2 separate regions of the Mus musculus genome follow, and region 1 is linked to region 2. A link is a contact called in public Micro-C data. All regions are on one chromosome and are shown on one strand. Each heading gives the region's core, a stretch centred on a gene start, on an enhancer-like site or on the middle of the called end of the contact. The rest is flanking DNA. Distances are from core to core; before and after follow the strand shown. Region 1 holds the start of Irx4 (Iroquois homeobox 4). Region 2 holds the start of Lpcat1 (lysophosphatidylcholine acyltransferase 1).

Region 1 (5,535 bases), core at 103-2,602, 210 kb after region 2:
GCTAAAACAATCTTGCATAGATGCTTCATGCTGTGACTAGAAACTCTTAGGGCCCCTAAATATAAACCACCATTTAGCAGTAGCCAGACCACTTGGCTTCCTGCAGTGTGGGCAACTGATCACCTTTGGAGAGGGCTTCAAGAGATCAGAGACCGAAGGCCTGATCAGATACCAAAGGGGTGGAGCAGGGAGCAGTTAGCCCCAAGAATTGGGAGTCTAGGGTTGATAATGGCCACAGAACTGGTGAGAGCTTGTAGGAAGGCGGATCTGGCCTTGATATTCCTGCCACCACCTAAGTCCCGGCTCTCCAGAGTGATCCTCGGAGCACTTTTTAGCTACACCAAGAGCTCCGTGGGAGCTTATTCTATCCCAGAGAGAAGTTGAGTACAACACAAGGCCAAAACAGAAGCCAGGCACCAAGAAAGAGCCTTTTTGTCTGAGGCTAGGCCGGAGCTTGGGATGCCTGGGTCCACTTTGGACACTCAACTGGTGTAGGCTCAGAAAGACGCCCTAGGTGCCAGAGATGCTGCGTGGTGCGGGCACCCTCCCCTTGCCTCAGATCATTCTTTAGCAGTCAACCACTGCTCCCTTTCCTCAGCCAGTGGGGTGAGCTGCTGGGACACGCGTTGAAATTCCCGTTTGCTTCCCCCAATGCCCTCCTTTCTGGCCCTCTCTTCCTCAGCTCTCCTACTGCACCCCCACGGAACGTTCGTTCGTTCGGCGCCGCCAAAGGAAGGAAGGAGCGCACTCAGGGGGTCCAACAGCACAAGCTGTTCTATCCCTCGCAAGCCAACACGGTCCGCGGGGACCCGAGCATCCCGTACCCGGATGCCGGGTCCTTCCCATCCGCTTACCAAAAACTTGCATCAAATGCAGCGACCTCCAAAGCCTCTATCCGCTAGAAGCAAACTTTGTCCCCTCCGGCGCAAGAGCGATCCTCGCAAAGTTTGAGCAGCAGAAACAATTTCTTACCTGCGCCAGGAAAGAGCCGGCCCGCGCCGCTTAGGCGCCAGGGCCTCCGGGAGCAGCGCGCAGCCCGGGACGCACCGGGGAGTCACCGCCGCCGCTGCCGCCGCCGCCTCCGCCGCCCGCGCCCCTCGGCGGCCGCGCGGAGCCTCTGCCTCCTCCGCCTCCTCGAAAGGGGGGGAGGGGTCTCGGAACCCCGGGAGGGGGCGGGCGTGGGGACCTTGCCTACCTGCAGTGGCGCCGGGCCACTCCTGGCTGCCCGCTAGGGCTCTGCGCGGCCGCTGGGCGCGCGCGCTCCGGCGGGGAGCAAGCGACAACTAATGGAGACATTTCCAGGCGGAGCACCTGGAGAGCAGAGCGCGCCGGCGTCCCCAGGCGCCGCGGTCGTCAGCCGAGCCCGCACCGGCGTGACGTGGGCGAGCGAGCGAGTTGCTCCCACCCGGCCGCCCATTAACGCTTTCCCCCCGCGGGCGCCCAACGCTTGCCAACTTTCCCCTCCGCCCTGGCCGCGCACCGGGTGCGCGGGTGTAGGGGCTGGCATGAGGGGTTCCTGAGGGTGAGGGTTCAGGCTTGGCCTCCTCAGAATGGTTTGGCGAGAATGCCTGGGCCCTAAGAGGACAGCCCAACCCTACCAGGACAGCAGAGGACATTGGTCCCTGGTTTGATCAAATGCTTGGCCTGCCCTGTGGATCCAGAGGCCTTGGGCACGCGGACCGGTCTCTAAATGGTTTCCTTTCCTTACCCATGCTGTCTGCTTGGGAAATGTGCCTCCTCAACTCTTAGGACAGAGATTCCTCTTCGCAGACCCTACCTACTCTGCCCTCACAATGCTATCCTTGGGAGTAAAATGGGCTTTCAAGCACCCCCCCCCCCGTCACTTTTCCCGACTTTCCACACACACCACCCACTGTAATGCAGCAGTTCTGGTTCCCTTCTTGTGGTCACAATAGTCCCAACCAACCTGGCTCTTGGCTGTTTGGGCAGCAAGTCTTCCTCACAGACTTGAGCAAGAGGAATCCGTAGTCCAATTTGACAGAAACTGCTGAGGATCCCAGTAGATCTGTGACCTTTCTGGGCGGGAGCTTACTCAGGACTATCAGGATCCAGCTGGGCCTCTGACCTGGAACACAAAAGAGGACAGATGTTCACTGGTTTCTTTAGCCTGAGGCTGGAGCCCAAGACAGGAGTGGTAGGTCCAGGCTCAGAACCCCTCTCACCTCCTGTTCAGTATCAGAGCCTTTGCCTTTCGCTCCCTTGAAGACTCCTTTTGTGGACTTGCTGCCCTACAAAGGTCTCAGTATAGGAGAGAGGCCCGGTGTGAGCACCACCTGTCCAGTTAGAGCAGGAAGGGGCTGTGGCCTGTAGAGCCCCAGGGCTTCTGCAGGACACCCCTTCCTCCTGCATAGTTTTCACTTCAAAGACCCAACTTACTTCTCTTCACCCACAGCAGTTCAATGACCTTTGAGATTTGTTGGGTTAGATAACCTCGGAGAAAGTTATCTCTGATTTTTCCCCCTTTGCTCCCCCCCCACCCCTTCGGAGCTCTTTGCAGCTGCTGGAGGGGTAATTCCAAATTGCTTGCTTCCCCAGCAGCCTGTAGCTGATCTGTGGCTGCAGACCTCACCCATCCAGCAGTGCCCAGCCAGGCTGAGTTGGAGTTCCAGGGGCTGCTGTAGGTCGGATACTACTTTAATCTCTGGCTGCTTTGGAAACCTGCTAGGCCACCGGTATAGCCCCCAATAAGCTAGGAGAGGGGACCTGGATTCTGGGTCTTGTCCCTTCTGTTTCAAGCCTGGGAGGCAAATGGGGGAGGGGTTTTTATTTATTTAAGGAAGGATGGAGGCATCCATTTGGAAGGTGGGAAGACTTGTCTAATTCCAACTAGAAGGAAGTAGAGAATAGGGGCATGCCTGCTCCCAGGGAAGGAGCAGGCATTTCTGGTTTCCCCCTTGTTTTGGGGCTCTTTTTAGGGTTTGTAGGAACCTCCTTGCACTTCACTGCATAGACAGAGACGGGCCCATGGGTACCTCTCCCGTGAGCCTTAGCTTCCATTTAAAGTTAAAACAAGCAAGGTGCATGTATGTGTTCATGAGTGTTACAACCTTAGCTGACTTGACTCATTTCATGCTCACCGAGGCTTCCCAAAGTACCAGCCACAGTCTAGAAACACCATTTGCACAAATCATGGCCTGTGTTATCTTCATGACCCAGCCCACATGGGTGGCACCCATCCCCCGACCCCACCCCAGCATAGGAGTTTAATTGGAGCTCTGGAGCCTTCCATGGGAGGAAGAGCAGGTGCCATCTCCTAATTTAGAGTTCATTTGGCTGAATGCTGCTGGACTTGACCTTGCTTTGACTACCGGGTGAAGCAGCTACAGATATCAGCCACCACCTACTGTGCAAGGCAGCTTCCCTGAGCCCCCTTGATATGTTCTGCCCCCCCACCCCCTCCCCGGACTGGCACCTTGTAGAAATGATGGAAATACCCCAGGTTTTGGCTAGGGGGCCTGCAGGGAAAGTCCCTTTTCTGGCTTCAGAGTGGGTGGTCAATCTGGAAAGTGGGTCTGCAGCTTGAGGTGTATCTTCAGGGAACAGTGCTAGGAACCAGCAGGTGGGCGGCTCTGGCAGCTGACTAAGCTGATGCTGCCCACACGGCTGTGCCCCTCAGATCCTCTTTCAATCTCCCTTTTGTCTTTCCTCCTGGTGCAGCTGCCAGAGTGTGATCTGGAATGAAAGTCTCTGTGCCCCTGGGGCTTGGCCACGTGGCTGCCTCCTCCTCACCTGGACTTTGCTAGAACACGCACAGGCATCTGGGGCTGAGCCTCCAGCTGGAGCTTACAGAGGCCTGGCCCCGAAGCTGCCCAGTGTCCATCATTCTTATGTCGTCCACGGGCTTGTCCTCCTGCCCAACCCTCTTTGGGGACCCGGAGGAAAAACGTTTTGATTGGGCCAAGGGTCATCCTTGGCAGGAAGAGTCACTGAGTACTTTGGAGGCTGTCCTGATCCAGCAGAACAGCGTAGCATCTGACGAGACATGGCGACAGTGGCCAGGGACAGGATTGGTAGAACGCCGGTCAGTGCTGAGAATGACTGCATCTGGGACGGAGGAGAAACAGCTCCCAACTTAGTCTCCTCTGTTCCTTCTGGGTTATCCTTGCAGCGTCAGAACAAAACCTAGAGAGGAAAATCTAGGGTTTCCTCTTCTCCCTTCCGGACCATCAGGCTGACTCTCAGAACCCAAAATGCAGCCGTACATTTTCCAATGCGAATTTAACAATGAAAGTCTGTTAACTCAAACACTATCCATCCTTCCATAGGTTTGAGCTTGGGCTTAGTTACCAAACAGAGCCTCAGATTACAAAGACCCAGGCTGGAAAAGTCAGCCACACGAAGCTGAGTTTGAATCTTTCAGGAAGGTGCCAGCGTGGAAAGGCGTGTGTGAATAAATACCACATACACGTCTGCTCTAGCATAAAACCGAAGAGCTTCAGTAGGCAGAGAAGAAATGTACAAAGGTGGCCTGTGAGTGGACAGGTATTTGTGGATGGGGCCTCAGAAAAATTAAACAGCAGACAGATGAGGGACCTTAAGACAGGGACCTCATAGGTTTCCAGTCTGGAGGTTTCTGGAGAAAAAGTATGTACCTATGGCGATTTGAATAAGAATGTCCTCCAGAGGCTCACAGATTTGACTGCTTGGTCACCAGAGAGTGGTACTATTTCAAAGGATTAGGGGGGTTGGCCTTGTTGGGGTAGGCGTGGCCTTGTTTGAGGAAATGTGTTATGGGGGTAGGCTTTGAAGTTACAGAAGTCTCTCTCTCTCTCTCTCTCTCTCTCTCTCTCTCTCTCTCTCTCTCTCTCTCTCTCTCCCTCTCTCTCTCTCTCCTGCCAAGATCCAAATGTAGAGAACTCTCAGCTCCTTCTCCGGCCCCATGTCTATCTGCATGCTGCCATGCTCCCTGCTATGATAATAATGGACTAAACCTTCGAAACTCCAAGCAAGCCCTAGTTAAATGCTTTCTTTTATATGAGTTATATGAGTTAGCACGGTCGTTACAGCAGCAGAACACTTAAGACAGCACTGAATGGTGACAATAATAAACGGCACAGTTGCTGTCCAAGGGCTGCTACATCCACACAAGCATGCAATTGCAGGCAGAAAACAATTTGGTGACTGGGTGATGTCACCCAGTGATGTCTTCACAGGTGAGTGTGGAAATGAGAAGAGAGGATGGACACAGGAGGTTGGTCTCCTCCCGAGACCTGATCATTCATCAGACTTTCTACTTCGGGTTGGCATTTGGACCTGGTCTCTAGTGTTCCTCACCAGGGCTTCCTACCAGGTGAGGTCAAGTCAGCAATAACCAGGAAAAGCCCATGAAGCCGGAGAACATTTACAAATTGGCCTGCATTTGTGGTGGGCTGTCTAGTTCTCACTGGTATGTCCCCTTTAAGAGGTCATTTAGGGAAGTGACCAGTGACCCAAAGGCAGCCCTGAAAAGCTAAGTGCTTTTTCTGGCCAGTGGAGGGAACAGGGCAAATCCCCAGTTAAACTCAAGAGTAGCTG
Region 2 (5,811 bases), core at 3,133-5,632:
AAATGCCTTACAGCTGCATCTCATGGAGGCATCTTCTCAACTGAGGCTCATTTCTCTCTGACGACTCTAACTTGTATCAAGCTGATACACAAAACCAGCCAGCACACCAAGAAAATCCCTAGCAAGTATAGCAGCTCACCCTTAACTCTAGCCCTATAAGCCAGACATGGGATCCCCAGAGCAAACTGACTAGCGGAATGACCATATTGGTGAGTTCTGAGTGTGATGAAGAGACCAGGCCTCATTAAATGAAGTGGAAGAGCTACTGAAAATGACTCTTGACATCAACCTTGGGCCTCCATCCACATGCATGTGCACCGACATGCTCACACCCCGACAGAAATGGGGACACACACAAACATGTACACACACATGAAAAGAAAAAAAGGAAAAAAAAAAGGAGAAACATAATTCGGTTGCACAAAAAAATATAGTTGCATCAGGGTTGGCAACAGACTAAGGTTGCCACAGGGAGATACATATGGAAGAACAGAGCAGCATCCAGGAGCAGCCAGCAAACAGCCTCAGGCTCCTGGTCTGTTCTTCGAGTTTCAGGTTGCCATGTGCACTAGCATATGGAAGTTACTAACACTACCTGCTTGCATGGAACTGGCACAGACCTAGAGGGTTGATGGCTGACCTGGGGTTCCCTTAGGCTGCATACCTCTTAAGCCCATTTCACAAGTTAGGTACGGGTCATTGCTACTTGTACAGGTCACTGCCCACTTGTAGATGGAAAGGGTGACATTCAATTTAAACCAAAAGGCTGGAATTACAGCGGAAAAAGAATACAATGTAAGACACCAGCCAGTGGTTCCCTCTGGAACACTATCCCCCATGACGCCAGCTGCATCCAGCAGGGAACCACGGAAAGGAGAGGTCTTGACATCATAGCAATCTGGAGGCCAAGATGTGTGCTCTGCTGGACTCTGGGGGCTGTGACCAAGGCCATGAGGGGGAGGCTCTCCATTGTCATCTCTTATCTGTGCTGTTTGAAGTGCTATTCTACCTAGGCCTTGTGTGGAGCCCAGTGCAGAAAACGTAAAGAGCACAGTCCACAGCAGAATAAAAGTCAGCTACTGCTGCTAACACTAAGGAACATGAAAGGGAAGCCCACAGAGGGACCACTACAGGCTCTACAGATAAGGATTCCCTGTAAAGGCAGGCAGACATCTACACTAAGGTACACCACACTTCTGTGAGAGACAGTCAGTTCAGAACCTAGTCCTTGATACCCTCATCTGAGACTCAGGAGGGCTAGGTACTGTGCAACCCAAGCCAGCTACTCCAGTGTCTCTCCTCCTCCTCCTCCTCCAAATCCTCCCTGTCCAGTGTTTCCCCAGTGTGTCTGTTGTCCGTAAGTCTGTAGAACACCTGTACCTCCAGGCAGCTTGATGAGGTGCAACAGGCGCTTTTAAATACAGACCACCCCTCTCTAAGTCTCCTGCAGTGGCCAGGTACCCAGAAGGCAGAAGGAATCCACAGGACATTGCCATCCTTGTGCCTTTTTGCCTGGAGACTAAACATAAAACACCAGCTGTCTACAGGAGCGGCAAGATGTGTGCTGTCAGGATGGCATCACCATTCCTCCTGGAGCCAGGCCACAGCCACAGCCCAGCTGTGCATTGCTGTAGCGCACTATGCCGTGCATTGTCTTCTGACACTAGAAGGAAAGCGGGCTATATGAGACTCCCAGTATTTATGCAAATTCCACTCAGGGCTCTGAAGTTAGTTGAAGTCACCTGACCTCACTCACCATCACCTGGGATGTGCCTGGGTGCTGGGGGTTCACAGCCTCCTCTGAACATGCCACTGACCTAGGACGGGGCGCCAGCAGACGGTGGCTCTGCTGTCCAGGAAGTAAACTCAGATCTCAGTAAATTTTAAAACTGGGGAAACACATCAGAGCTGGGACAGGAAACTCTTGTACCACAGAGCCCATGGGAAGTACCCCAAAAACCCTGTGACAGAAAAGCACTTTATGACTTCAAACATAACAAACTGTAAAGAATTTTAGCTGACATGACAGCCCAAGGCCTTCCGAGGCTTTTCCTTCATCTGTATCCTTGCTGTAACAGGAAGCAGCGAGCACTTCAACCCCAGCGTACAGACCTTAGCCTGTTATTTTCTGTCCACTAAATGCTTAAGCTGCTTGCTAAATCTGTAGTTAAGTGACAGATGGGCTGCTAGAGGCCGAGGTGGCCTGTGTGTCCTTAATCCAAAGCTATCCAGTAACTCCTCCCAGGGCAGTTTAGAGCCGCTTGGAGTTGGAAGTTTTTGTGCTTCAGCCTTAAGGGGAAGCTGGATTTTTTTTTTCCCCCTTTAAGGACAGGTCATGTACCCATTCTCTAGAAACTTTTTAACAGAGCCTTCCATAAAAGCAAAGGCTCTGCAAAGCATGTTTTGGGGAACGTACAACAGAGAATTCTGAGGGCATTTATAAATATGTTCTTTAGCCACAGGCTGTAGACTCCCAAGCAGTTACACACACTAATGTTCTGGACACGGCCTTTGGACACATGCTTTTGAGCAACAAAGACCCAGCCCTAGAATCAGACTAACTGTGCTAAGATCGTGACAAGCATGGATGCATAAAGAATGTGGAGCTTGGTTTCTGGGAGAAAGATGCTTCATCCAGACTAAGTTGAGGCAGAGCATACAGAGCAGGAAGGGACAGGAACATAAAGTAGGGGGTGTGGAAACAGTGTGAGGTAAACCAGGAGATTAAGATGAGGGTAGGAACCTACCAAGATGGGGTAGAGGCAGACTAGCAAGGTCAGAACTGGAAAGAATAACTAGGAATGGGTTGTTGATGGTGATTAGGGTGGGATGTAGTAGGATGAACCAGGAGGGACTTGACTTGGGAGGGGTCCCAAATCCACACAGGCAGCAGATCCGGGAGGAAGGAAGACCCACAAGTGACAAGGGATAGAGTTGTAGGGTAGGAGGTTGTGGACTGAAACTGAGAGTAATAAAGTTCAAATATGACTGCACCCTAAGCCCTCCTGCTGGGCACAGCCCCAGGCCGTGAGGAGCAACCTGACAGCAGCAAAGACTTCAGGAAAAGCCTCACAGGCTCCAGACACAACCAGGAAAGAGGACAAGACCTGGGGGCCAATATGAGGCCTTTACTTTACACTCTCCGTGTTCAATTCTGCTGACCATCCATTCCTACGGGTGATAACTAACCCCACTGGATGCTTTGAGCAGAAACCGGTGCTTGGGAAAGTAATAATTTCAACAGACTTTACCTTAATATTATGTCTGATAGGTTACACATTTAAAAACACCATCTCCTCCTAGAGCTGGTCCCTTACAGTTGGAAATACTACTCTGCCTGTAAACCACGGAAGTCTGAAACTGTGAACTCTGCTCATTACTCAAAGAAGGGTCCCAGAAGTGACCACAGCACCACAGACCTGGCCCCTGAGTAAAAAAAGGTCCCACGTGCCGGGTCTCACGGTGAGAACCACAAGAACAGATAGCAACTGTGCCTAGATCCAGGTCCCCGCTCACTACTAGCCAGCCGCAGCGCACAGGTTCCCTCTCACGTGGGAACTATGTTGTATAAAGTTGATACCGGGCACAGGCAGCCCAAGGGAGCATCGCTAACAACCGACACAGTGTACTAGACACAGGAAACAATCTGCAAACATGGATGTGGAAATCATCCTATTGGGTTATGCCAGGGGCCCCGCGCGTCCGGTGCTCCAGATGACAATTCAGGTTCCGACACTAGGCCACGGAGACACACAGTAGGCCTCCTAGCTGTGCGGAGACGCTGGAAAGGGGCTGCCTGATGCGAGGACACCCCCCCACCCCCGCCCACCTCCAGGCCTCCTGCTGGCGGGAACCCGGGCCAGGCCTGGGATGAGGGTGCAGGGCCCAAGGGATGGAGTGCAGGGTCCAGTACCGAAACCAAAAGGGTGTAAGTCGGCGTGCACGCAGGCGGCGGGAAGCGGGACCCTGGCGCGGGTTGGAAGAGTGCTGCAGGGGAGGGGTGCGGCTCACGGAGGACCGGGCGGCGCCCAGCCCCTCCCCACCGCATCCCGAGCGCATCCTGGATAGAGTACAGCAGCGCTGCGGAGAACCCACCTGGGCCTTCTGCAGGGCGCTCAGTCGCAGCTCGTGCACGAAGGGGTTCCGCCCCGGGGGCGCTAGGCGCCGCGCGTCGCCTGCCCCAGAGCTGGAGGAGGGGGCGGCCCGCGGCCCGCGGCCCCGCAGCCTCATGGCTGCCCGCGCCTGAGCAAGGAGTAGAGCAGATGGAGCTCAGCCGACCGAGCTCAGCTGAACCGAGCCAAGCACAGAAGAGCCGAGAGCAGCAGAGCTAGCAGAGCGCGCGGGAGAGGGCCTAGGATGCGCGGCCGCCCGGAGGCGCAGGCGCGGGAGGGGCGGCGTGACGTGGGTGGGGCCAACGGGGTGCCCCGCCCAGACCGCTCTGGGCTATGAATGCGCCTGCGCGTCTTAAGGCTCCTGGACTTAGGGGAATCCTGCGAATTTGCATGTGTAGGGAGACCTTAAATTTTGGGTCGCAGGACTGAACTGGGCAGGCCCACTTCTCAGCGCAACGCTGTCCTCACAGGCAGCTTCCTTCCCCTAACCATTGTAATCCATCAGTCGCCATCGAGGGAGAAGATAGGCTAGGAGACCCTAATTTGTATCACACCATTAACTAGGACTCTAAATAGCCTTTCTGCTAAAATGTATTCATTTGACTCACTGGATGCCTTTTGTACTTTGTATCCTGTTTTAAAATAGGATACAAAGTAGCTTTCTGATCAAAATGTATACATTTGAAAAACTAAAGAAATGCCTTTTGTAGCAACACCAGGTGCTTTTATTTGTATAGCTCATAGAACACTCAACAAGCAGGTACTGGGAGACAGAGGGTCTAGCCTCAGTCACCAGACAGGAAAAAGGAGCTAAATTCTGCCTAATTCCAGATACCCTTGGCTTCCTGTCTAACCTCCCCAAAGTCCAAACTTCCTGTGGACACCAGAGCTCTCAGAGTCTCCACCACATCCTCTCACAATAGAGTGACCAGAGCCTCTGATAACTCCTGACAGAAATGTGACCAGGCTCTGTTTTGAGGAGTTGGCTAGAAGAAAAATGCTCGCACAGATCTTGTCACTTCAAAGCTTCATCTTGTATTGGACACGTGACGTTATCTTGAGATTCCCTTGTCCCCTCTGCAAAATGAGCCATGAAGCAGCGACAGTACACATAGCCTTTCCTCTGGGCTAAGAAGGCTGTGGAGATCCTTAAGGACTATGAGCAAACTTAATGTTCTTTTTTTTTTTTTTTTTTTTTTTTCAAGACAGGGTTTCTCTGTTTAGCCCTGGCTGTCCTGGAGCTCACTTTGTAGACCAGGCTGGCCTCGAACTCAGAAATCCACCTGCCTCTGCCTCCGAGTGCTGGGATTAAAGGCGTGCGCCATCACACCCGGCCTTAATGTTCTGATATGTTGTCCTGTGACCTAGATTCCACTGATTCTAGATTTTAATTCCCATTTGTTCAAGTCTCAGACACAAGAGTGTAGCATCCAAGGATCTTCAGCTCCCTGTCAAGAAAACCCCAGGGCACAAAGGCCTATCAGGCTTACAAACAGACCTTTAGAGGAAGGAAGACAGGCGGGCCAGGTGCCACCTGAAGTCTACAAGCAAAGAAGCCTGCGGGTATCCTGGGCCAGGATTTCTGTAGCCTCAAAGCTGGGTCATAGAAAGCTGTGAACATCCTGTGTAGCGGTGTTGACCCAAGTCCACATATTTTGTGGAAAGAAAATCTTTTGCAGGTGATCATGATGACTCTAAT

What was found. A called contact is a pair of places that touch in the nucleus more often than the background predicts.
Region 1: a Micro-C map of embryonic stem cells shows a contact between it and region 2, with 1.7 times the contacts expected there. The contact joins the promoter of Irx4 here to the promoter of Lpcat1 in region 2. A contact is called at or near these places in 1 of 39 promoter capture datasets (cranial neural crest) and 1 of 484 Hi-C or Micro-C datasets (embryonic stem cells).

The regions. Positions count from the first base shown.
Region 1 is chr13:73,256,314-73,261,848 of GRCm38.p6, reverse strand. It overlaps Irx4 (Iroquois homeobox 4), which reads right to left and starts at 1,352. Exons shown (of 6, transcript NM_018885.2): 1 at 973-1,352.
Region 2 is chr13:73,465,802-73,471,612 of GRCm38.p6, reverse strand. Lpcat1 (lysophosphatidylcholine acyltransferase 1) reads right to left here and starts at 4,382. Exons shown (of 14, transcript NM_145376.6): 1 at 4,096-4,382. The coding sequence starts at 4,230.